6 separate regions of the Mus musculus genome follow, and regions 1, 2, 4, 5 and 6 are each linked to region 3. A link is a contact called in public ChIA-PET, HiChIP or PLAC-seq and promoter capture Hi-C data. All regions are on one chromosome and are shown on one strand. Each heading gives the region's core, a stretch centred on a gene start, on an enhancer-like site or on the middle of the called end of the contact. The rest is flanking DNA. Distances are from core to core; before and after follow the strand shown. Region 1 has its middle 28 kb from the start of Gm34640. Region 2 holds the start of Drd1 (dopamine receptor D1). Region 3 holds the start of Thoc3 (THO complex 3). Region 4 has its middle 24 kb from the start of Gm52069. Region 5 overlaps Hrh2 (histamine receptor H2). Region 6 holds the start of Hrh2 (histamine receptor H2).

Region 1 (3,962 bases), core at 1,279-3,778, 310 kb before region 3:
GGAATTCCAGGAAGGATTATCTTACTGAAGGGATAATTATTCCACCTACCTTGTAGGGGGAATTCTGGAATTTTGGTTTCTTTAAAAAAAAATCCCACATGAAATATTATAAGAATATGTTTTTGTTTTAATCCCAGGGGTGGTGATATGGGGCTGCTATGAATTGTCTGCAGCAGCCGACTATGATTTGCCTCATGCTCTAGCAGGGCATGGTTTTGCCAGCTGCAGAGAGTTTCTGTGTGTGATGTTTGGGATTCTTGCAACTTTTCAGAGGATATATATAATGCTAGATCCTGGGTGAGTGGGGGAGGGGTGCTTGTTGGTCATTCAGGGAGGTTGGTTGCAGCTTGTCAGTATTCCTGCTCAAAGAAGAAGAAAGGAAAAAAAGAAATTAGATTCAGATCTCTCTCTCTCTCTCTCTCTCTCTCTATATATATATATATATATATATATATCCTTCATTCTCTTCTATCTAGTGATAGGAGGTGAAACTGCAGGCATAAAGGGTGGGGGAAAAAAAGAGCCCACAAAGTAGCAAAGGCCAGCTACACTATCACTTCAGGGTAGATTAATGTAAACTTGCATTCCTTAGGGATGGTCCCTTGGCCCACTGGATTAACTCTCGATTGAAGAGACAACTGTATGTCTCTAGAAGTAGATTTTATTCCTTTGGCTAGAAGGCAGCATCATTCCTTTTATGGGTCTTCAATGTTATTGTAACAGGAGGGCAAGAGGACATTGGTGCAGGGCTCAGAGGAAAAATTAAGAGTTAGTAAGAGTAACATCTGTCTTAGGGTTTCATTGCTGGGGAGAGACACCATGATCAAGGAAACTCTTAGAAAGAGAACCATTTAACTGGGGCTGGCTTACAGTTTCTGAGGTTCAGTCCATTATCATCATGGCAGGAAGCAGGCAGACATGATGCTGGAGGAGCTGATAGTCCTATATCTAAAATCTCAGGCAGCAGGAGACAGTGTGCCACACTGGGTAGAGCTTGAGTATTGGAGACCTCAAAGCCCAACCCCACAGTGACACACTTCCTCCAATAAGGCCATACCTCCTAACAGTGCCAGCCCCTATGGCCAAGCAAGCACTCAAACCATACCTATTCAAACCACCACAACATCTCACAGGGACACAAGCACAGGACACAAATAGCATCTGCTAGAAACAAGGCACCAGAGCATCTGGCTCAGTTGACAGGTGAGACCCCTGCAGGCCAGACTGGGTGTCTGCTTCATATGCAGGTGTCATGGGAGGGGAATAATTGTGCATGAAGGTGCTGGAGGCAAGATGTGGCCTCTGGTCCACATCCTTTATGAATCTCCCTCTACTCCAGGCTCCTCAGTCACCTCTGACTACAGATCTTTCCACCTCCATTTTCTCAATGGGGTTGATAAATGGCACCAATTTGGGAAATCGGTTTTGGAAAATCGGTTAAGACTCCCGTCTATTGATAATACTGGCATAGATAAAATCAGACCAAGATTGATTCACATCCACTGGCAGGTTGCAGCACAGCAATCTGCCCTCCTTATGTACCGGTCCCTAAGATAAACATAGCTAATCAAACTCAGCATCCTTCCCTACTGATGCACAGGAATCTGCCCTCCTTCCGCATGGGTCCCCACAACAGACATAACTAATCAAACTCAGCATTCTTCCCTACTGACTTCTTAACAAGCTCTCCAGGCAGCCAATTAAAATGCACACGGCCGCTTAGGAAGAAGCTAATGCACCTAATGGTGCTGACTGCTATGAGGATCAGGCAGTAATAAGGGGAGAAGAGCAGTTTCCCAGTCCAAGAGCAAGAAGACAAAAGCCCAAAGCAGCTGAGCACCGAAGTACGAGGACCACTCCTACTCCGGATATCAGGAAGGCTTCCATTTGGTGGTGGAGTGGTTTGCAGCAACTCTTTGAGCAACAAAGAACCAACTCAACTTAGCTTCTGTACTCATTTCTATTTTTCCTTGTTCTTTCCTCTATCCAACCTGCTGCCCCGCACTGGTTTCCTTCATTAATGAAGCTTCCCTGTGTCAGGGCAAGCTGGCCACCCACTTGCACCCCACAGCTTAGCAAGGAAATCACTTCATAGTGAGCCTCTAACTCAGAGGCTCCAGTCCGGTGAGACATGACCTCTGCATGGATTCACACATCCTGCATATCAGACATTTACATTACAACTGGTAACAGTAGCAAAATTACAGTTATGAAGTAGCAACAAAATACTTTTATAGTGGTGGTGGTAGGGGGTCACCACAACCGGAGGAGCTGTATTAAAGGGTCACAGCATTGGGAAGGTTGAGAACCACTGCTCTAGCCGCATACCTGGGCCTGGGGTTGCCCAGGCCTCTTCTGAGGACTCCTGCTGCCCACCCTAGTGCTAGCAGTGCACAGTGAACGTGGTAGGGTTGCCCTCTGAAAAACAGGAAACAATGGCTGAAGCGGGAGGAGCTCAAGTGAGGACAGGCAGTTCTCAGATAAAGGTGACACCCCTGAACTCCGCCTCTGACTTCCAGCAGGAGTCGAGCAAAGCAGCCAGGGGGAGGAGCAGGGTCCGTGGCCTGCTGAGAGCAGCACGCTGCCTCCTCACTTCCCTTGGGAAAAGCTCAAGTTTTGCGAAGCAGTGCTGGGTGATGGGATCCTCCTCCTGAGAGACCAGCTCATCTCTGGAGGGAGTAGGTGACTCCATCTGCTCCCCACCCCTGTCTCGATGTATGTGAGTGTGTGTGTGTGTGTGTGTGTGTGTGTGTGTGTGTGTGTGTAGACAAGAGACTGAGAGAGAGAGACTGACTGAGACATCTATCCTAGTCCCTATGCCACTTGCCCATCTGCATTGCTGTCTTGCCTGGGCCCTGAGCCTTAGCTCGAGCAAGCAGTGATCTTCTTACATAGCCTTTCTGTTCTTGATTCTGGAAATGATGCGTTAAGTCTGTGCCTTGACATCTCCAAAATAAAGGACTGTAACTGGGATTGTAGGCCTCATAAACCCTTGCCTTCCCTACATGGCTTTTCACTGGGGTACTTTAGCAACAGAAATGAAACTGGAACACCTAGATATACACGAGTGCCTTGCAGACTTGTAAAAATATCTAACAATAGCGCTAACAGCTAAGAATCTTAAATAAAGACATTCTCCGTAAATGGCAAACGATGCTTTCATGGGTCATAAGATTGTTAAGTAAAAATGCCATTAGCAAGCAGAGGTTATAGCCATATGAGTTGTGGCTAGAGAGACTCCCAAAGCCTCATAAAGAATAAAGGATACTGCCACTGGTGTTAGTTAGGACTACACAGTAAGACCCTGTGGTTTGTCTGAATGAAAATAGCCCCCAGAGACTCATAAGGAGTAGCTTAATTGTAAGTGTGGCTTTGTTGGAGTAGGCGTGGCCTTGTTGAAGGAAGTGCGTCACTGGGAGGTGGGCTCAGTCCAGGCCTAGTGGCTCACTGTGTCCTCCTGCTGCCTATAGATCCAGATGTAGAACTCTCTGCTACCTCTCCAGCACCATGTCTGCCTGCTTGCTGCCATGCTTCCCACCATGACAATAACAGACTAAAGCTTTGAACTGTAAAAAAGCCCCAGTTAACTGTTGTCCTTGATAAGAGTTTCTATGGTCATAGTGTCTCTTCACAACAATTGAAATCCTAACTAAGACAGACCCCATCGCTGAAGACCCCACATGCTTTGGATAGAAGACATGGAGAAATCAGGTTGGGACCAAGCTGGAAGCTGCCTCTTTATTGGCTGGCCTTTATAGCACTAGAGGATGCTAGTTCTGGTCAGCTATGGACTCTTCACTAAGAAATATAAACATACCAGGCAAAATGGGCCTTCTTTTCCAATATTGACATGACTGTCATGGGTGTAACCAACTGCTTCCCAATTGTATGCAAGTTTTGTTCCACAGTGGGCAACTCACAATTAGTACCTTAGCCAAGATTAAATCTTGTGACTGGTGGAG
Region 2 (3,866 bases), core at 649-3,148, 410 kb before region 3:
ACGCTAATCAGGATGAAGGCTGCCTTCGGAGTCATCTTCCTCTCATACTGGAAAGGGCTGGAGATAGCCCAATACCTGTCCACGCTGATCACACAGAGGTTAAGGATGGATGCCGTGGAGCACATGATGTCAAAGGCTACCCAAATGTTACAAAAGGACCCAAAGGGCCAAAAGCCAGCAATCTCAGCCACAGCTTTCCAGGGCATGACCAAGACAGCCACCAAGAGATCTGACACAGCTAAAGAGATGACAAAGAAGTTGGTCACCTTGGACCGCAGGTGTCGAAACCTGATGACAGCGGCACAGACAAGGGTATTCCCTAAGAGAGTGGACAGGATAAGCAGGGACAGAAAACAGGCTGTGAGGATGCGAAAGGAGAAGTCCCTCTCCACTGGCAGGCCAGTCTCATCCATGGTAGAAGTGTTAGGAGCCATCTTCCAGAAGGAAAGCACTTCCGGTGGCTTAGCCCTCACGTTCTTGGCCAGGCTTAGCCAGACTTCCCCCAATCACTCACCACCCAGCCCCTTCTCCAGCCCCAGTTGCTGTCTGGACAAAAGCACAATGGTGTTCCATCAGGAGCATCTCCATAGCAATCCAAGCCATACCAGGAAGAAGAGCCGCTTGCTTTCCACCTGTCTTCTGGGTTCAGTGCTCCAGGTCGCTGTTCCCTGGCATCCGCTGGTCCCTAGATTCCCCAAGGAATGCATAGGCTTTTAAGCATACTCTAAGAGTCTGGGGCCTCTTCCTGGTCAATCTCAGTCACTTTTCGGGGATGCTGCCTCTTCTTCTGAGACACAGCCTAAAATACATGCATTTCTCCTTCAAGCCCCTGGTGCCACATCTCTCCAAATGCCCTAAAAAGCAAAGGGAAACACAAAGTCGTTCACCAATACTCTGTGCAGACCTCCTATTTGGCTACACAAAATCTCAGCCCATCACCCCCTGGACAAGTCCATCAAGACCACCTACCTTGCTTTAGAGTCACTTCTCCCAAAACCCCTGGACTCAACGAGTCCCTCCAGCAGAGCAAGTGTTCCCCCTCCTCATGCAGAAAAATCTCTGGGATGGATTTGGGAAAGGAATCCCAGGCCAGGTGCCAGGGAAGCGGCGCCCCTCCTGCTACCTTGCCCACCTACAGATTGCTGCCCCCGCCCCCAGGAGGGTTCTCGGAGCTTCCTTGGGAGAGGAACCTCCAGGACTGGAACAGCTTCTGTCCTGTCTGAGGAAGCCCAGCTCTGGGCACCCCTTTGGCTCCTCGTTCTTAGGGCAGGACCCTGAGCCTCCTTGGGGAGCCACCCGCTCGCTCCCTGTCAGCAGTGGCAGGAGCTCCAGGCAAGCACAACAGCTCGAGCGAGCGAGGGCACCGGCCGGCTGGGTTCCAGCGGGGCACAGCCCACCCCGCCTCCGCGTCCCCTCCCGGCCCCGGTGGTGGGCTGAGCTTGACAGGCAGAGTGGCGGGCGACAGCCACACGTGGTTCACTGAAGGCACAGCTGGAGCAGGGGTGTGGGACGCCTACCTAATCGCTGTGCCCTCTCTGGCTACCTGATCCCCCCACCCCTCCCCGGGGGACCCTGGCACAAGACAGAACCTGAGGAACAAATCCTGATGCTCAAATCAAGTAAACCAAACTCTCGTTCAGCGCCTCTCCGGGTCAACTCCAAGTTCCACCCAAAGCTCGGGGTCAGAGCTGACCCTACCCACACCCACGCCCTGCTAGTCCTGGACACTGCCCACGTCGCTGAGTTGTCACTGAGTGCCCCGCAGCAGGGGTACGGGAAGCCCCAGGACGAGAGTGCTCACCGATCTGGGAGACCACGCTCCCCGACTCCGCCAACCCTGCGCCCTCTCCTGTGCCGCTCGCTCTGCTCTCCGCGCTCCGCCCGCCAAGGCGCTTCTGCGGTCAACTCACGAGTGCAGCCCGTGACCCGCGCCCCACAAGCACCCCAAACACGGTGCCGCACTCTCAGCAGGTACCCGGCGCCCTCTGCCGGGGCCTCTGGTTTCCTACACCCCGCCTGCGCCCTAGCAGGTTCAGATCACAGGGGCCTCAGCCAGTGTGTGTAACCAAGATGCAGGGCCTCGACCATGCTTTTCCCTGTCCCCTTCTGCCAGAATCTGGACGGTGAGAGGCAGGTCTTCCGCGCTCTAGCCTCCCTCGTTTGAAATGCCCCTAAAAACTCACAAGAATAAGAAGTCCCTTTGGCTAGCATTTTATTCTCTAAGCCATGATTTTCCTTTTGTGTCCCCTGTGTGCCAAGGCTGGAGCAGCAGTGAGAACAACATGTCAACTTATTGTGCAAGTGATCAGAGACCTGGCATAAACTCAGCAGCCTCTGTGTCCCCTAAACACACACACACACACACACACACACACACACCTCATGATGTTCGACATCTTGCAAAACTCCTTCCTTATTGGCTTGCACAGCTTCATTTCATCTGTGTGGACAGTGATGCTCAGAAAGACTGTGGGCTCTACTCCACGTTAACACAGTAGCTAATGAAGATGGTGGCCTGTCTGCCTGACTGTCGCTTGCACAGCCGTGTCTAGGATGGAGCCCACTATCTAAACAATTAGCACAGGGATAAAGCAGAGACAGGAATGTGTGGCCTCAGAGACGTTTAGTGCATAGACGCAGCCCCAGAGTGCCTTCCCATCTGTGTGAAAAGAGATTAAGTATGGAACTTGGAAATCACTTTGCCTGGACTCCTGTGCTTACTGATGTAAAAATTAAATGAAATACTTATTTAAGAGTTGGGACCAGATATGGACTCAGTCAGTCCTTGGTGGCCAGAAATTCTTCAGAGACCAGTTAAAAAAAAAAAAAAAAAAAAAAAAAAAAAAGGTAGTAGTCTTGTCTCCATGAGAACCACACACCACACTGAATGCCCGAATTTTCTCTATACAACCTAAATAGCTCTCCTAATTAGCCAGCAGAAATCATATCTTGGTTTTGGATGTAGTCAAATGATTGACACCAGTCCTCCTCCACCTGTGCTCCCGGTTTGTCCTCCCACTGGCAGTCTTGCTGCCACACACCAAGTTCCACAGACTGGTGATCAGACATATACCCCAAGAACCACATGCCTTTAGAATGGTGGCTCTCAACTTTCCTAATGCTGCAATATGTGGCAACCCCCAACCAAAAAATTATTTTGTTGCACTCTATAACTGTAATTTTGCTAGTGTTATAAATCATACTATAAATATGTGATATGCAGGCTGTCTGTTATGTGACCCCCCCCCCCCCCACACACACACACATACACATAAGGGGTCAAAATTCACACATTGAGAAACTCTGCTTTAGAGCCGTGAGTCAGCACAGGGTAAAACCCTCAGGGGATTCTCATCCCTGAAGCAGTCGCTCTCTACGCAATTGGAACTTTGTTTCACCATACTTCTTCATTTTTGACCAGCGAACACAAATTAGAGGATGTTTCCAGTCCAAGATGGTTGTGTGAGTCTGGAATTGCAACTCCTCTTGCTCTTCCTACCCTGCAATTCCCTGAAATGAGGAAGATGAGGACAAAGGGCCCTCTGGACGCGCAGGAAGCTGTGGAAACTTTAGGGATCCTTTAGGGCAGGACTGAGCACGCTGGAGGAGGGAGGACTCCCTCAGGGAGGGAAAGTGCTCCTCCAGCTAGCACTTGAAGAAGAAGCAACAATGTAGTAACACTTAGGATTGTAACAAGGAAGCTGGAGGTGACCTGAGGGCAATTTGAGGAGTAAGACTTCCCCTAATGACTTGCCAAGGACTCTGGAAAATGGCCACTGCTCTTTAAAGTAGAATGACAGCCATACTAAAGCTGCCTCTGGTGGCATCGTTTTGCCTGCAATGCCAGTCCGCAGCAGAAGAATTCA
Region 3 (4,249 bases), core at 1,006-3,505:
CACCAGTCTCATCAAAGTCACGCGTGTCCACACTGAACACAGGTTAAAATTTTCAACTTCATTAAACCTTTTTTCAAAACACCTTTTTTTTTTTTTTTTTGTACTTTACTGTCTATAGTGCAGTTAAAAATCTATCAGAAGGTGTATCAAGAATTCTATTGTGGGAGCTTGGTGGTGATGATACATGCCTTTAAACCCAGCACATGGGAGGCAAAGGCAGGTGGATCTCTCAGTTCATGAGTCTAGCCTAGTCTACACCGTGAGTTCTAGGATAGCCAGGGCTACACAAAGAAACCCTGTCTCCCCCTCAAAAATATATGTGTACATATATATGTATATATATGTATGTGTGTGTGTATACACACACACACACATTTTCTCCCCTGTGGGGCTAGAAATGGCTCAGTGGTTAAGAACACTTGGGTTTTTTTCCCTGGAGACCCAAGTTCAATTCCCTGTACCCACAATTCACAATCACCTATAACTACATTTATAGAGGACAAGACGCCTTCTTCCAGCACCTATACACATGTGGTACGTGTACGTACACACGTACACACACACACACACACACACACAGATGAAAATTAAAAAAAAAATCTAAAATCAACAAAACTGCCTGCCTTACTTTGGGTTTTACTGCTGTGAAGAGACACCATGACCGAGGCAACTCTTATAAAGAACAACATTTAATTGGAGCTGGCTTACAGGTTCAGAGGTTCAGTCAAGTATCATCAAGGTGGGACCATGGTAGCATTCAACCAGACATGGAGCAGGAGGAGCTAAGAGTTCTACGTCTTAATCCAAAGGCATACAGAAGAATGGCTTCCAGGTAAGCCAGGATAAGGGTCTTAAAGCCCACACCCACAGTGACACGCTTCCTCCAACAAGGCCACACCTAATAGTGCCATGCCCTGGGCCAAGCCTACTCAAACTACCACACTGCTTCTTTGAACACAGCCTTTAAACAAAACGCACAACTTTCCAGATCGCCCATGGTTTCTCAGCCATTGTAACCTGCCTGAATCTCCCAAACTCTCCACGCCTCTGCACATACTACTCTTGTATAGTTTCCACTGCTCTCCTATACATCTACAGCCTGCCAGAAAAGTGCTCTGTTCTGTTCCTGTCTTCTCCAGACAGACACATACAACCCATCCTGATAACCTGCACTTGCTACAAAGATGCTTGCTGCAGATCACACTAGCTTTTCCTCCAGAACCCCCTCTCTCTGAACTCACCTTTCGTATTCACAGTGGCGATGCATTTTGTAGTCCTCACATCCCAGATGCGAATGGTTTTATCTCCAGATGCGGTGACAAAGAGGTCAGGGTTGCTTGGGTGCCAACAAAGCTGGTCCACACTATCTCCGTGGCCCCGGTAGTTGTTTTCTTTGACCTTAAAAGAACAGAATCCAGATGCCACTTTTATCCAAACAGTGGTGCCTTGAAACCAGCAAAGATCTGGATAATTCAAAACAGAAATCTAATTCTTTTTCCAAAACTACAACACCCCCTCCCCCCCCCCCCCATGAACCTCTCTGAGCTTTGACATTGGCCCTTCCTGGCCTCCCTTCTTTCTTTTTCCACCACCACCTCAACCAACCTGTCCTGCGCTATCATTTTCAAATAAAGCCTTCCTCTCCACCCTAGGGGCTCTACCACCCCATTAGTCCCTAGCCACTCGTCACCAGGGCTCTTCTAGACCCTCACCACTTTCTGCCACCTGACTTCAACCTCCCCCGGCCCGCAGCCACGTCGCCACACCTCTTTACTGCCACTAAGTTCGCTCTCTGCTCTCCGCCAGGCAGCCTCACCCCCTTCGTCATTCCAACTCTTCCAGCCCCAAACCCCTTCCTCATCACCGCCAACGACAGGCCATACCCCTACCTCTCCTGCTTTTTCTCCCTCCGCACACAGCCCTCTTCTCCGCCAAGCCCGTGCCCTACAAGCTCACCAGCCGGTCCTTCTCCAGCAAGAACACGCTGGCAGTCTTGTCGAAGGACCCCGAGGCCAAGCGACGGCCATCGCAGCTCCAGGCGACCGAGTGCACCTTAGCACTGTGCGCCGGGAATTCGCGCGTCTTGCTGTGGCCTCGGAAGAGCTCCTGCATCCCGAGCACGTAACGAGACGGGCCACTGCTCACTGAGCACCAGGGCGCCATCGAGCCGGGGCCGCTCTGGCCGAGGGCCGAGGGGCCCAGGACCGCAGCGGGCGCCGCCATGCCTCCCTCCTCACGGACCGCGCGCCGGAAGCTGGATACTCTGAGTCTGGCGCCGTCGCCCTGCACATGCGCCGAAAAAGCGCCGCGTCGCTCCGCGCTGGCGCCTCTCACTCGCGGAACTACAAATCCCGCCATGCAGCGCGCGTCCACCTTTCCCTTTTGAAATAGGACTGATTCTTCCTTAAATTCGCTTTTTTTTGTTTGGTTTGTTTTGTTTTGTTTTGTTTTCGAGACAGGGTTTCTTTGTTTGTTTCCTGGCTGTCCTGGAACTCACTCTAGACCAGGCTGGCCTCTAACTCAGAAAACTGCCTGTCTCTGCCTCCCAAGTGCTGGGATTAAAGGCGTGTGCCACCACTGCCCGACTTGCTTCCCTCCCCCTCCCCACCCCCCACCAAGAGTTCAACTTTTTTTTTAAATGGTCTTCTTACCAGTTTCTTGGTAGCCTTGCTTATTCAAAAAAGAGAGTCAAGATAAATCCTCCAGTTTACCTGCATGTAAAATATCTTTTTTCTAGAGTTGTTTTTCACTGTAAGGTCCTCATCGTGCCCTTAAAGCAAAAGGCCATTGCAAGTTGTCGCTCCTGGAGAAAGGTTAGATGTTTGTGGAATGAAGGAATTGATAAGAAATGTGGGTTTGAGCCGGGCGTGGTGGCGCACGCCTTTAATCCCACCACTCGGGAGGCAGAGGCAGGCGGATTTCTGAGTTCGAGGCCAGCCTGGTCTACAACGTGAGCTCCAGGACAGCCAGGGCTATACAGAGAAACCCTGTCTCGAAAAACCAAAAAAAAAAAAAAAAAAAAAAAAAAAAGAAAAAAAAAAGAAAAAAGAAATGTGGGTTTGTCGGTTGGACTTGGGAAAAGTTGTTCGGTTAATTTGAGATTTGGTTTGTTCGGGGGTTTTGTTTTTGTTTTTAGTTTTTGAAGACAGGGCTTCTCAGTGTATCCCTGACTGCCCTGGAACTCACTCTACAGACCAGGCTGGCCTCGAACACACAGACATCCGCCTGCCTCTGCCTCCCAAGACGTTTTTCTGTCTTTTGATCTTGGTTGTTAAAGGATATTGTATATACATGATAGTAAACTAAAAGAAAATAGCGGAAAGTACAATGACCATTTTGTGTGCCATGCTCACATCTCTGATCCTCCCACTTATGTCTCTGTTAAACCAAAAGATACCCGGGTGGAAAAAAACAATGGTGCACAGCCAGGATTCGCCAAGCACTGGAGAAGAACTGTGCAGGGATAGGGGACACCAGAGGAATATATCCAACAAATATTCGTGTGAAAATGTCCTTATGAAGCCAGCTGTGGTGTCGCAGGCTTATAACCCCATCACTGGGGAGACAGGGACAGGCAGATCCCTAGGACTCACTGGCTAGCTGTCTAACTTCCTTGGCAAGTCCCGGGCTAATGAGTGACCCTTTCTCAAAACAGAACAAGGGATGGTGCCTCAGAACCACCTCCGTGTTGTCCTCTGGCCCCCACATACACACGTGTACTCACACATGCATATCCATGAAATCATTTTAAATGGGTCTATCCCTGAATACCGTGTTCTGTACTCTGTCTGGGACTGGAATTCCTGTGTATTTTCCCTACATATTCTCTTCTGTTACTTTCAGTAATAGCTATCTCCCTACCTGAATATAATTTCTTGAAATCTGTCATTCCATTGTTTTTATGACCCAGCAGTCTTGGCCCCCTCCACTGGTATTTTGCACATAGTAGGCACCCAATATTTACTAAATAAAATGTGAGAAAATGAAAGAAAGAAATCCTTATATAACAGTACCCTACACAATGAATATTCACAAGAAAAAATATAATTTTTGATGGGGAAGGGGGGTTTACGACAAGATTTCTCTGTGTATTCCTGGCTGTCCAGGAACTTCCTCTGTAGACCAGGTTGGCCTTGAACTCTGAGGTCCATGTGCCTCTGCTTCCCAAGTGCTAGGATTAAAAGAGTGCTCCACCATGCCTAGCTAATAGTATCTTTAATTTTTTTTTTTTAAGGAAAATAGAATCGAT
Region 4 (4,177 bases), core at 1,229-3,728, 350 kb before region 3:
ATGTAACTGTCTACCGGCTCTACAGTAACTCCCCCAAAGGTTTCTCTGAGCATTGTCTCCATTAAAAGTAAGAATTGTCATAAAGAAAGAAACAATGACAACAAAAGTCATGATGCAAGAACAGATCCCAAGCATGGGAGATGGCTCAGCCTGTAAAGCTTCTGCCGTACAAGCACGAGGTCCTGAGTTCTGATCCCAGATCCCAAGTGAAAAGCCAGGGGAGGTAGGCCATGCCTACAACCCCAGTGCAAAAAGGAGACAGACAGCTGGTCCTTGAAACTCACAGGCTGACCATCCTTGTCTTGTCAGTCAAGTTTAGTCTCTGTGAGAGACGATCTCTCAAAGAAAAAAGGTGAAGAGCAACCAAACATACTTGAAGTCTACTGCTGGCCTCCATATGCATGCACAAGCAAACATGTGCCCATCATATACATGTATACACTACACAGTAGCAAGTATGGATAACATGCTGGGGAGAGGGAGAGGGAGTGGGAGAGGGACAGGGAGAGAGAGAGAGAACCACAGACCTTACCTGAAACACTCAAAAGACTATGAAAGGGTCTGTTTAGACAGATGCACATACTTGATAATAACACAGAGTCTGAAATCACATCCAGTCAAAGTCGAAGCTTAGCATTGCCGTGTCCCAGAATAGGATCAATGGTTGTTCCTGGAACAGTGTTACATCACTGGAGACTGAGAACTGCTGTTCTCATGTCCACTCTATACTTCTTGAATCAGAAACTAGAGAGAGACCTAGCCAGCTTTCACATACACCCTGAGTGGTGCTGAAAGACACAGACTTGAGAAACGCTGGCTGTGGCTGGACTCTCCTGACTTGGATTCAACTCTGTTTCTTAAAGTAAGGCAGGTAAAGCTCTTTAAACCACAGTTCCTACAGCTGTAATGTGAAGACAGCACTTCCTTCCCTGGGTGGTAACGAGGATTCACATAGCATGTAGCCTGGCTTCCTTCCCTGCGTGGTAATGAGGGTTAACATAGCATAGCATAACATGGCATGGTGCACGCTCAATACTCTGACCTGGAGTTTCACGGCGTTTTGTCTGCGGCCCAACTAGAAAGTGAGAATGCCCAATTGCAGAGTACAAGTCTGACAGTATCTGATGACATTTTATAAAACTTTCATGCCTCCTTGTTAACCACTTTAGTTCTACAAATCAATCCCATGGAAATATGCTCTCTGGCTTCTCCCATGCGAGCCGTGTGAACTGAGTATGTTGGGGAAGCAGGTAAGGGACTGGGGTGGCAGAGAGGTTGGAGGACGTTCCCAGAGGATGGCGAGATATTTCCTAGCAAAAGATAATAGGCATGCACTGTTATAGGAGTAATCAAAGACATTAGAACGCAAGTCCTTTAGTATTTTTTAAAGTCTTGCAAAATAGACATATTGGTACATTTCAGTTGACTGTCACAGTGTGCACTAAGCAGAGAAGAAAGGCTGCCACTGGGCACTAAGACCGACGCTGGCCTGAGGTTTACTTTTTCCCCTCTTTTCTGTTTCTCGAACTCAGGACATGTTCATTGCTATTGAAAAATAATTCTACAGTAGAGCACAATAGTACTTACTTTTGTTCTTAGCACTCAGGAAGCAGAGACCTCTGTAAATCTGAGGTTGAAGAGATAAAGTGTCCTAAAGTAATGAAGACCTAAGTTCAATCCCCAGTGTCTGCATAAAAAAGCTGGGTGCAACAACCGGTGATCACTTGTAACCCAGAACTGGAGAGACACAGACCAGCAGATCTCTTGGGGCTCACTGGCAGGCAGCCTGGCCTAGCCTCAGGCCAATGAGAGACTCCTATCTCACATCTCCTTGTCAGGCCTGCGCCAGGGTTTGCAATCCCAGCTCCGGACCAGAGAGGAACGGCAGTACTGTGAAGTGACACCAGAGAGCAGCATTGCCTGCAAGATCTCAAGGCTGATGCTAGATGCTTCCAGGAGCTGCCTGCTGGTGGCAAGAGGCTGCAGGCTAGTCCCAAGCTTAAGCAGGTGGTCCTAAAGGCTTGGAAGAAAGACACAATTCCCCCAGCAGTAGCTATTGCTGTTGTTGGAGTCCGTGGGCAGGATGGAATCCTCCCCATGTGCATTTCTTTGGGGTACATTGTAAAAGGGGGTCTTCAGCGAAAGTAAGAGAAAGGCATGGTCACACCCCAGACTAAGGTGGGCAGGGCTCTGCCCTTGACCTCTGTGCCACCAGAGCTGATGGTATTCCAGGAGCTCAGAGAATGAGCATTGAACTTTTTGTGAAAGGGGACAGAGTGGGAGTGCCCCCAGCAAGCCTTTTGAGCCATCCCCAATGGGCGCGGAGATCACCAGGAAGGGAAACTATGCCAAGACCTAGAGATCAGAGCAGCATGCAGCAGCTTAGGAAAAAGCCCACGAATCCCGGTCCTGGGAGCTCTGAGCACCTGAGACGGCACGGCTTCAGCCTCAACCCTGGGCTTCCTTCACAGCCTGGCGCTGCCACTGCTTCGGTGAGCCTCTTCTCAGAGCCTATCTCCTCATCTTTAATATGGGCCAATCTGTTCCACTGAGCAGTCTGAACATTAATATTCCCAGGGAACCCTGGGCCAGTGGCCTGTTTGTGTCCCCCAATCCCTTGGCCTTTTCCTCTATAATAACATCTAAATGGAAAAGCTCCCACGCTGCTTCCAGGAGCTTCGTTTGGGTGGTCCCGGAAAGCCATCCTGCTGCCTTCAGGGCCAGGAGCGTAGATCCAACAGGGCTGACAGCAGTCACCAGCCAGGCTCTGTTCTCATCCCTTTTTCTAGTAGACTGTGCGCTACTCTGATAATGAAAATGCTGACTACAGAAGCAGTGGCTCTGACAAAGATGGTAATATGAGAGAACAGCCTTTTAAAACTAAAAATAGAGAGGAAAATACCGGTTCTATTGAAATAAGAACGGGCCCAACCCCGTGGTACGGACTCTGAATAACAATTTCAGATGAGGAAGGAAGGGCTGGGAATCCACTTTCAGAGAGGAGCCATGTGGGGTGAGGAAGGGTGAGAAGCTTTAAGGGGACTGTGGGGGTGAGGACAGAGAAAGTGGAACAGGCCAGGAGACATCAAAGAAGGTGGTGGTGGTGCTGGTGGTGGGAGCTGGTAGTGGTCGTAATGGAGGAGGAGGGAAAGGAGAAGGAGGAGGAGGAGGGCAGAGAGGAGGACAGAGAGGTGGAGGGAGGAGGATAGAGTGGAGGAGGAGAAAGATGGAGAAGAGAAGGGGAGAAGGATGAAGAGGAGAAGGGGAGGAGGAAGGAGAGGTGGAGGAGGAGGAGGACAGAGAGGAGGATGGAGAAGAGGAGGAGAAGGAGGTGATGAGGAGGAAGAGGAGGAGGGAGAGGGAAATGAAGCCCCTACGTGAAGTAGGGTTGCTACAGAGGAAAAGGCAGTGTGCTGTGAACTTAGCGTGAGAAACAAAGGAATCTCCACGTGCTTAGAGTCTCCCAGCAAAATCTGGAGGAGGCAGGTCCAATTCCATCCATCTGAGAACAGAGCCAGAGGTTGGGGAGGTGTGATCTGGAGGGACAAGGACAGAGACTGACAGCAATGGGACATCACTGAAAGTTGACTGAGCATTAGAGCACTCGCTGTTTGAGTATGTAGACAGCACGCATTTTTAATCCCAAGTTTCATTCCAAGTTCATTTGAGAGGGAATTAAAGGGGTCGTGTCCATTAAAGGGGTCTTGTCCTCCGGTCCCTTCCAAACCTCTCTCAGTGAGAGCTTAGGCTGGGGACTGGAATTTTTAAGCACTGGGAGCCTATTTTAAGATGCATCTCTGGCTGAGAACTTCTAGTAACAGGAACGTACCAGAAATCGTTCCGTGGTTCTGGCAATGCTAGGAAGCAGATTAAGGCCCACACAGTTGCACTCTGTCCAGCACAGTGCAGAGCTTACTAACATGTGTTCTCTCTCATGTAGTTCTCGCCCATCAATGAGCCCCATTGTGCAGAAATTCAGCTTATTCCTCCCTAGAGAACACTTCATTTCATCCCTCATGAGCCCTGTGAATGACTTTAGAAATGGCCACCTCGCAGGTGGGGGAATCACAACAAGTAAAAGACCCACCAGCCACCATGACACAGAGAGAGCTCTGAGCAGAGTACCCTGCCCACCACACTGGTGCCTGCCACAGTCACCTCCTCCCAGGCCCAGCCC
Region 5 (4,160 bases), core at 967-3,466, 260 kb before region 3:
TCTTGAAGTGGCTACCCATTCCCTCCCTGGGGGCATGGGTAACCTCCTCTGCGATTTGGAGGTTCTCCCACCCACACTGGCCCAGGTGCTCTAAGCTAGTCTTGGTGGCTCCCTCACAGTCTCTCGGGTGTACTTTTATGTTCTTTCTAAACTCTGCTACCACACACAGTGTCGGGGAGACCCCAACACAAAGTTCCAGAAGCACAGCTGCCAGGTCAGTTCATCTACGGGCTTTGAACGTGGCTCTCACTAGTGATCCCGGCCCTGAGCATCTGGAGCTCAAGAGAGCTTGAGCCAGAAGCACCCAGGACAATGAAGGGAGAGTCTCATCTCAAAATAAATGAGTAGATAATTAATACTTAGGATGATGAGAGTGGGTGTTTCTAGACCCAAGAAAATGCTGCCTTTCTCAAAGTATGTGCTCTATGTGCATAACGTGAGAACATAAACACACATCCATACTTATAATATACACATATGTAAGTGTACATACTTACTCATACCCTCAGACACACAAGCTCACACACTAATTCACATACACACACAACATACACATGCACACTCACACTCTCACACGCATACTCATGCTCTCACACATACATACATATACACTCTGATACACGCACTTACACTCACACACACACTCATACTTGATATACACTCATATTCACACTCACACTTTTACACATACACACTCATACTCAATATACATGCTCACATGCACACATACACACTTGATATACACTCTCACACATATACTCAATATACACACACTTACATACACACTCTCTCACACATACACTTGATATACGCTCTCGAATGTACACTTGATACACACACTCATATACACTCACTTGATATACACTCGAACATATACACTTAATACACATACTCACATATACACTCTCATACACACTTAATATACACATTCCCACATACACTCGATACACACACTCACACACACTCTCACATATACACTCACACTCAATAAACACACATTCATACACTCTCATATACACACTCACACACACACTTGCTATATACTCTCGAATGTATGCTACACTCACACTCAATACTCACATTCACACTCACACATACTCGATATACACTCTCACCGATACACACAGTCACATACACACTCATACACTCTCACATACACACTCACATTCAGGACACACACATGCACCCTCACACACACTCGATATACACTCTCACACGTACACTCAATACACCCTCTTTCTCACTCACACACAGAAACACACGCACACACACACTCGGGGCTGGTTCTTCTGAGTCTCCTTGCATCTCTCAGCCCTTGCTGCCCCTCCCTGGCCTGCGCTGAAGCCCTGGAGACCTGAGACCTGCTGTGTCATTTTCATTTCCCTGGCCTTCACCTCAGGCTTTCACAGGAAGCTAAGTCCAAGCACCAGCTCAAGTGCCTCCATATCATCATTTTCCGACAGCCCTAAGAGAGCAGAGCGCACTCCTGGGAAGACCCGGCATCATTTCAGCCACAACCCTCTACGTACCAAGTCTCCTTGCCAGTCACCACGTGCGGTGGCTGCTCTAAAGCCTGGGAGCTCTGTCTTTCTGTAAAGCATGAAAGCCACGGTGCTTCAGTCGCTGCCTGCTTCCTGAGGCCACTTTGGATTGCTTCTTGGGAGTTGGTTCTGAGGTGTTTCTCCCTTCTCCACCTCAGGTACATGAACACTGACAGAAAGGGGCTGCCCCCTGGAGACCCAGTGGTATGGGTATCCAGTCATCTATGGTGTTGGGCAGGGCCCTTCGTCCGTGCCTGCACACGCAGACCCACAGGGATGCCTGATGGGTGGCAGGAGTCCTGTTTCTTCCTAACTGTAGCATCTTCTGCGTACTCTCCCTGTCCCCTGCCAGAAAGGACATGCACCCTGGGTTACAGAACACCATCTCCCACCTCAAGCTCCTCGGGGGTGTCCCCTCTCCATGTGGGCCCTGTTTTCGCTGTTACCTCATTTCTGTCTTCCATGGTTCTCTCACTTCTCCTGAAGAGAACTTGGCACAACTGCAATTAAATTAAGTAAAAACTACCCCCCCACACACACCCCAAAGGACCAGGAGGTGACAGGAGATGAGGACTTGGGAGGAGAGCAAGAGCATACAGGACAAGGAAGGGATGGAGAGCCAGCTTGCCAGGCAGTAGGAACAGCACACACAGAGGCACACAGTCAGAATGGCACTCTTCAGAACCAAGAGAAAGTGAAACTGCCACAACCGGATTCCTCAGACTGCTGTGAGGCACAGTCGGCATTCAGCAGGCAGGAGCTGACACAGAAGGTGGAGGATAGGACCATTCACCATGAATGCCCAGCCAAGAGTCGGTAAGAGACAACAAAGACAGGTCATGGGAACCGACCAAAGCAGGCTCAGTTCCCCCACAGAGAGCCCAGTATGGCTGGGTGGATGTAACAGATATCTAAGAGATCCGCTGAGTCCCCTGCCTATGATTGCTTTCGAGTGCTGCCCATGGAGGCCACCCAGGACAAGGGGCACACAATGGCCTTGTTAACAAGGTGGCAGTGGCTAGGACCACCTGTAGCCAAAATCAAAAGCTTCTCTCTGCATGTGTGTTGGGGGCTTGCTCTGCATGGGTAGATTTAACAAGTACCTCTTTCAAATGCATTAAGGCAAACCTAAGGAGCTGTTGACAGGAAACACATAACTGTACAACTGAAATATTTGTGGTCAACTTGTAAGATAGGAAAGGAAGTGGCCGAACGAATATTATAAATTTGTCACATGTACAGAGAGGTAGAGTGAAACTGCTTGAAACTGTATCAAAGATAAACAAGAAGTCATACATAATGCTTTTTCAGCTTTACACAACTGCTCAGGAATATTCAATATAAAATAAACACATTCCTGCCTTCAGAAAGTCACCAGGGTCATGAGCATTAAGGTGGGGAAGCCATACAAGAACACACACATGCACACACTCCACACTGTACACACTTTTCCCTTTATATGGGTGATGGAAAAGGATGGATGGATGGATGGGTAGATGGGTGGGTTGGTGGGATGGATGAATGGATGGGTTGGTGGGATTGATGGATGGGTGGATGGTGGATGGATGGATGGATGGATGGGTGGGTGGGGTAGATGAATAGATGGACAGGTGGATAGATGGGTAGGTTGGTGGGTGGGTGAATAAATGTGTGGCTGAATGGATGATGGATGGAAGAATAGATGGGTGGATGGGTGGGTGGGTGGGTGAGTAGATGAGTGGATAGATGGATGGATGGGTGGGTGGATGGACAGACAGGTGGATGGGTAGATGACAGGTGATGAATGACGAGATCCAATTGATTAGAAAAACTGTAGTCTAATCAAAGAATGAGCATTTAGAACAAGCCACCATAACTTGAACTGTGTATATTAGTCAGCTTTTCACAGAGCAACAAAATACCTAAGGTAAACAGGGAAATAAGGATTAATTGGGCTTATAGCTCCAGAGGTGACAGTCTATGGTCTTTGGCCCTGTGGCTTTAGGCTTACAGTGACATAACGCATCATGGCAGAAGTGCATGGCAGAGAGGTCTGTTCACCTCATGGTGGCCAGGAAACAACAGTAGAGACCTGAGGGGATCAGAGCCCAGCTACCTCCTTCAATAGGCTAATCCTAATGACCTCATTTCCTCTCCATAGGCCCAACTTACTAAAACTTCCACCACCTCTAGTAACACCTCAGGCTGGTGGCCAAACCTTTGGCAGCCACTTCTCCAACTGCAGGACTGAATCTGAGTTTGGGTTCTGCCAGGTATCAGAGGAGTGACATCACTTGGGTCTTTGTCCACACCACCGCTCGAAGTTAAACGGAGACCATTTCTCTCATTCCTAGGGCTGTTCTTAGCATCCCATGATCTTTTCCTGCTGTATGCAACATCACCCAGGCCAGGCCTGTTACCCAGTATAGATTCGCTGTCATTTGCTGATCTATCACCCTCTTCATGGTGGAAACTCGTGTTGTCTTCATATTTTTGCCACATCCAAGCCTGCCAACAAAGGCATTAGTATTGTCCATGCATCTGTGGTTATATCACCTCAGGCTGGGTAACAGGAAAAAGAATTAGTTAAATCTTAAGTCCTTTAAAGAGATGTCCATTATACACTTAAGAGAAATTCAG
Region 6 (4,085 bases), core at 543-3,042, 280 kb before region 3:
GGACCTGGGTTTGACTCTTATTGTCCACACAGTGGCTTACCACCGTCTGTAACTCCAGTTCCAGGCTATCCAATTACCCTCTTCTGGTCTCCATGGACACCAGACACACACACAATGTGAAGACTATACATGCAAGTAAGACATTCCTATACACAAAAATAAAAACTCAGTTTTTTTTTTTAAAGGAAGGTGGATGACTTCAGAAATTGTAAGGGCCTTCAGCAAGCTAAACCCTCGCTAATATTGCTTGTTCCCTGGGGACTCAGGTAATGGACTAGCCTCTTCCAGAACATTCCCCTAATGGCATCCCATGGTAGATGAAAAAGAGATGGGGCAGGTTCTCACCAAAGTCATTTCCACCAACACATTAGTAGCTCTGCAAGCTGGGGGCCATCATGCTCTTGCCATGAGAGGCACTAAGTGGACAATGACTACACTTGTTGTAGAGAGGCATTTTACAGATTACTGGGGACAGGAGGAGCCTGGTTCTGTGTGTGACTAAAGCAGAAAGTGTGGGAGGGTTGGACGCCCAGGAGCAGAGACATGTGACCAACTTGCACGTTTTAGAGATGACCTAAGATGCTTTGTGAATGGCAAGAGAAGAGCTCAAAAGTCTACCTTGGAAACAGACTGGTTTGGCACAAGGGAACATGGCGAATGCATCCCTAGTGAGCAGAGTGTGCACAAAGCTCACCCTGTATCCCTTTCACTGCCTTGGCCCAAGGCTTTATCTGTTGTTATCCAAGCCTCCGTGAGGTGAGCATGACCCTTAGGGTCACAGAGGAGGAAACTGGCTCACAAATAGAGACACTTATCTAGTGCTTGCCACAAGAACTTCAGGAGAGAAGATAGGGACAGGCAGAATGACCACAGTGCTGTGCTAGGCACTGGAGTAGCAGCCTAGCTAGGGAGGCAGGTGGCCAGATGAGCTGCCCCTGGGTACTTGAGGGGAATCTGCTACGTGGAGGGAGTTTGTCAAAGAAAAGTAAGAGGCTTGGGTCTGCACTGATTTGAGACACTACCTCCTGCCAGACACTCCGCCTCAGGTTGCACTGGCTCAGCATCTAGGAGGTGGAACAGTCTACCTGGACAGTTTTTATTTGTCCTGCTTCCAAAGCCCCAACCCCCTCCCATTTCTTTCCACCAGAACCCCTGGGCTGACTGAGATCTACCCAAATCTGGCTTTCCAGATTCCCAAGATCTTCCAGGATTTTCTCAGAAAAGCTGGTTCTTCTCTCGCAACTGGCCATTCTCGGAGTGGTCAGGTCCTGGAGGAACTCAGGTGAAGGGCTCATCAGATTTCTGGCCTAGCGTTCTCAAACCAGAGTGAGCCAAGACTGAGCATCTCCCCTCACACCATCAATGTGCACACAGGTGGGCAGAGTCTCAGGCCAGGGAGCTGCCCAGAATAAGTAGCCAGAATATGTAGGAGGGGTGGCGGGGTGGGGGTGGGGGTGGCGGGGTGGTGGTGGGGGTGGTGGCGGGAGGGGGGGGACGTGACAGATGACCATGTGAAAGGGAGGAAAGAAGAGGGAGGGGTGAAAGCGTCCAAAGAAGAAAAGGGGGGTTGGGAAGGGGGAAGAGAGGGAGGAAGAGAGAGCAAGAAAGGGGGAGACAGAAGGAAGAAGGGGAAGAGGGGGGAAAGGGAGAGGGGGGAGAAAGGAAGAGGGGAGGATGAATATGGGAGAAAACGCTGAGGAAAGGAGCGGCTTTCAGAACGAGGAGGAGCGAGTTGGGGGCGGGGACGAGGAAGTGGGTGCTAGGCGCACGCCGCCAGCTCCATCCTTGCCCCAGCCAGTGCAAGCGCGCAGTCCTAAGCGACCCGGTACAGCCGGTGGCGCACAGCAGCAGCACCAGGTAAGGTAAGGTGACCGACGCCTCCTGGCAGACGTCGCCTCGGGATGGGGACGCGGGTGGGGTTGCGCGGAGACCAGGCTGTGGCGTGGCCACTTTGGCTGCCTGCTTCAGATTCCTGCCGACCCCCGTCCCCAGATCGACCTCAGGCTGCGCTGCACACAGGAAGCACCTGACCTTGGGCTGATGCCTCTACCTAGATTTCCTCCCTGTCACCCTCAAGGGTCATACCCACCCCCAAAGGGGTGTTATGAGCTAGGCTTGCTGCCTCATCCCGCGGATGTGAGGGATGCCAGGGTAGCCTCACACCCCCGTGCCCTCTAAGGTGAATTTGAAAATCTTCTTGCGCTTAAAGGCTTGCTTTGTGCCCTCTGGGCGGTGGCGTGAGTCTCCTGATATATGTGTGGGAGCTTGGAGAGACTTTTGACTCCCCAGCACCAGTGAAGCGTCAGGGGCTGACAGGAAGGAGGCTGTCTAGTTTCTCAAGAACAGGTCGCCTTGCCTAAGTCCTCCTGGGCTGCTGCCCCATTCCTGGGCTGCTGGGAAGCGAGGAGTTCCCTGCGCTAGACTGGGAGGGACTCTGGTAGCTGTTCTGGTAGCTGTCCGAGACACCAGGGACATCTGATAGCTGTTCACTGGTAGTGGAAGTTCAGAAGTGGCCTTGACTCTGGTTTGAGAAACCCAGTGACCTTGAGCCTGAAAGCCTCAGTTTCCCCCTCTGACATTCACAGGGCAGTAAAGCACCCTTGAGCAGAGGTGTTCCCACTGGTCACTGTCATACACTAACTTTGGCGTCTACTGAGCCTTGGCACTGTTTGTCTGGAGGTCATATATGTAGCTAAGCATGAGGCATAGAACAGGGCCCAGAGAATGGAGAGGTTCAAGTCTTAGGAGCCCCACCCCTCCCCTCAGACACATGTCAAGGTGGCTTTTTTAAGAGACATCTCCCAGATAAGTCTTGGCCAAGCTTCTGCTTTCTTAATTATAAGAGAGAGTTATGAATTTCTATAAACATGTTTGCTTTCCCCAAAGGTTATCCAGGACTATGGGACTGATCTCTGAGCTGGGTTTGGGGAAAACCGGAAAGAGTAAAGATATCATTTGTGGGCAGGCCTGGCACCAGGCACATTAGGTGTATAATAATTCAGACTAAAGTTGTCATCACAGTACTTCTGGGGACCGGTATTGTTAACCCCCTATTGCAGACGGAGAAACCGAGGTTCTCCACAGTGATTTCCCGTAGTCCCTGCTGTGGAGTTTGGCCTCCCATCCTCCCAGCTGCAGGGGTGATACTGCTTTGTATCATTCTAGTCCCAGCCATTAAATAAGAGCATGAAATGCACAGCTCCCAGTGTAGACTTGGCTATAGTTCCCTCCTTGTCCCACACCGGAAGAATAGCTGCACACTTCCTGGAGGTGACTGATGGTTGTCAGTGAGAGCTGGTACCCTCACCAAGCATTGCCTCTAAAGCTCAGGAAGGAAGGAAGGCCACTGCTCAGTGTCCCACAGAAAGCAATACTGAACTGCTTCGCCTCTGCAGCTGACTCCGCCCTGTGTCACCCTGTCCCGATTACCCCCCTCCCCGCTGAGTCTCAGCCTGGACAGCTCCCCTGGGTTCTGAGGCATGCCCATTCCCTCTGTCCTGGACTAATGGCTAACTTGTACTAACTGGGTTGACTCAGTCCGTGTCATCCAAGTGACAGTGACATCTGAATAGGAGGGACAAGACAGAAGACAAAAATCTGGTGACAGATTCAATCTGGCAAACACTCCTTTTAGAGACACTCTCTCCAGAAGCCTTCCCAGTCATCATGTCCGCAGGGAAAACAAACCCAGCTGTGGTCCCACTCCACCAACGCCCCGAGGAAGTAAAAGCAGGATTAAACTGCAATCAGAAGGATTTGGTTCATCCTTGGGAAAGAAATCCCTGGTAATGGGGTAAGGGTCTCAGCAAGCCAAAAAGGCTCTTTGCCAAGAATGTTTTAAAACAAGAGTACATCCATCCACATGGAGTGATGGAGGAGAATGAAGATGACTGCAATCCCCAAGACAGTTACCAAAACTCAAAAGAGTGCCTAAATGCCCAACAATAGGGGCAGACAAGTCTTTACTAAAAACAGTAATATTGGTTGGGGACACCCTTATCCATTGCAGACATGGCATGACCCTGGATTTGAGACAAAAACCTAGAAAGGGAGGGATCAAAAGAAGGTTAGCAACATTTGCCCAT

Evidence for each region. Promoter capture Hi-C pulls out the DNA fragments that hold promoters and counts their contacts. ChIA-PET counts read pairs in DNA pulled down with a chosen protein or histone mark. HiChIP or PLAC-seq counts read pairs in DNA pulled down with a chosen protein or histone mark.
Region 1: a contact with region 3 is called in an H3K4me3 HiChIP or PLAC-seq map of embryonic stem cells, with 2.7 times the contacts expected there. The contact joins the enhancer-like site here to the promoter of Thoc3 in region 3. A contact is called at or near these places in 8 of 39 promoter capture datasets (the C10 cell line, cranial neural crest, frontonasal cranial neural crest and 4 more), 1 of 15 datasets of contacts at CTCF or cohesin (large pre-B cells), 2 of 484 Hi-C or Micro-C datasets (B cells and Th2 cells), 2 of 115 datasets of contacts at active chromatin or transcription factors (both in embryonic stem cells) and 1 of 9 other capture datasets (embryonic stem cells).
Region 2: a contact with region 3 is called in a promoter capture Hi-C map of the C10 cell line. The contact joins the promoter of Drd1 here to the promoter of Thoc3 in region 3. A contact is called at or near these places in 3 of 39 promoter capture datasets (the C10 cell line, liver and pre-B cells) and 1 of 115 datasets of contacts at active chromatin or transcription factors (astrocytes).
Region 4: a promoter capture Hi-C map of hippocampal neurons shows a contact between it and region 3, with 7 times the contacts expected there. The contact joins the enhancer-like site here to the promoter of Thoc3 in region 3. A contact is called at or near these places in 23 of 39 promoter capture datasets (the 3T3-L1 cell line, 3T3-L1-derived adipocytes, the C10 cell line and 13 more), 3 of 15 datasets of contacts at CTCF or cohesin (the NIH/3T3 cell line, large pre-B cells and pro-B cells), 35 of 484 Hi-C or Micro-C datasets (the AML12 cell line, B cells, the C3H10T1/2 cell line and 25 more), 11 of 115 datasets of contacts at active chromatin or transcription factors (cardiomyocytes, embryonic basal ganglia, embryonic hindbrain and 6 more) and 1 of 9 other capture datasets (adipose tissue).
Region 5: an RNA polymerase II ChIA-PET map of memory CD8 T cells shows a contact between it and region 3, with 17 read pairs. The contact joins the enhancer-like site here to the promoter of Thoc3 in region 3. A contact is called at or near these places in 8 of 39 promoter capture datasets (the C10 cell line, cranial neural crest, embryonic stem cells and 4 more), 5 of 115 datasets of contacts at active chromatin or transcription factors (acute myeloid leukemia, embryonic basal ganglia, embryonic stem cells and 2 more) and 1 of 9 other capture datasets (liver).
Region 6: a promoter capture Hi-C map of hippocampal neurons shows a contact between it and region 3, with 2.3 times the contacts expected there. The contact joins the promoter of Hrh2 here to the promoter of Thoc3 in region 3. A contact is called at or near these places in 8 of 39 promoter capture datasets (the C10 cell line, cranial neural crest, embryonic stem cells and 4 more), 2 of 484 Hi-C or Micro-C datasets (B cells and embryonic stem cells) and 3 of 115 datasets of contacts at active chromatin or transcription factors (embryonic basal ganglia, large pre-B cells and memory CD8 T cells).

The regions. Positions count from the first base shown.
Region 1 is chr13:54,151,398-54,155,359 of GRCm38.p6, forward strand. No RefSeq gene overlaps it. Among named protein-coding and RNA genes, the nearest start is that of Gm34640, 28 kb to the right of the region's middle. Within about 2 kb of position 2,529, at least 29 of the 459 cell types and tissues checked have an H3K27ac peak or open chromatin away from gene starts, as enhancers often do. A contact at or near this core is called in embryonic stem cells, where this site is marked.
Region 2 is chr13:54,053,760-54,057,625 of GRCm38.p6, forward strand. It overlaps Drd1 (dopamine receptor D1), which reads right to left and starts at 1,899. Exons shown (of 2, transcript NM_010076.3): 1 at 1,802-1,899; 2 at 1-854. The coding sequence starts at 434.
Region 3 is chr13:54,466,585-54,470,833 of GRCm38.p6, forward strand. Thoc3 (THO complex 3) reads right to left here and starts at 2,256. Exons shown (of 6, transcript NM_028597.3): 1 at 1,957-2,256; 2 at 1,242-1,398. The coding sequence starts at 2,223.
Region 4 is chr13:54,112,088-54,116,264 of GRCm38.p6, forward strand. No RefSeq gene overlaps it. Among named protein-coding and RNA genes, the nearest start is that of Gm52069, 24 kb to the left of the region's middle. Within about 2 kb of position 2,479, at least 19 of the 459 cell types and tissues checked have an H3K27ac peak or open chromatin away from gene starts, as enhancers often do. A contact at or near this core is called in cortical neurons and hippocampal neurons, where this site is marked.
Region 5 is chr13:54,207,360-54,211,519 of GRCm38.p6, forward strand. All of the region lies in intron 1 of Hrh2 (histamine receptor H2), which reads left to right. Among named protein-coding and RNA genes, the nearest start is that of Gm16578, 14 kb to the right of the region's middle. Within about 2 kb of position 2,217, at least 113 of the 459 cell types and tissues checked have an H3K27ac peak or open chromatin away from gene starts, as enhancers often do. A contact at or near this core is called in acute myeloid leukemia, memory CD8 T cells and pre-B cells, where this site is marked.
Region 6 is chr13:54,190,337-54,194,421 of GRCm38.p6, forward strand. It overlaps Hrh2 (histamine receptor H2), which reads left to right and starts at 1,793. Exons shown (of 3, transcript NM_001010973.2): 1 at 1,793-1,857.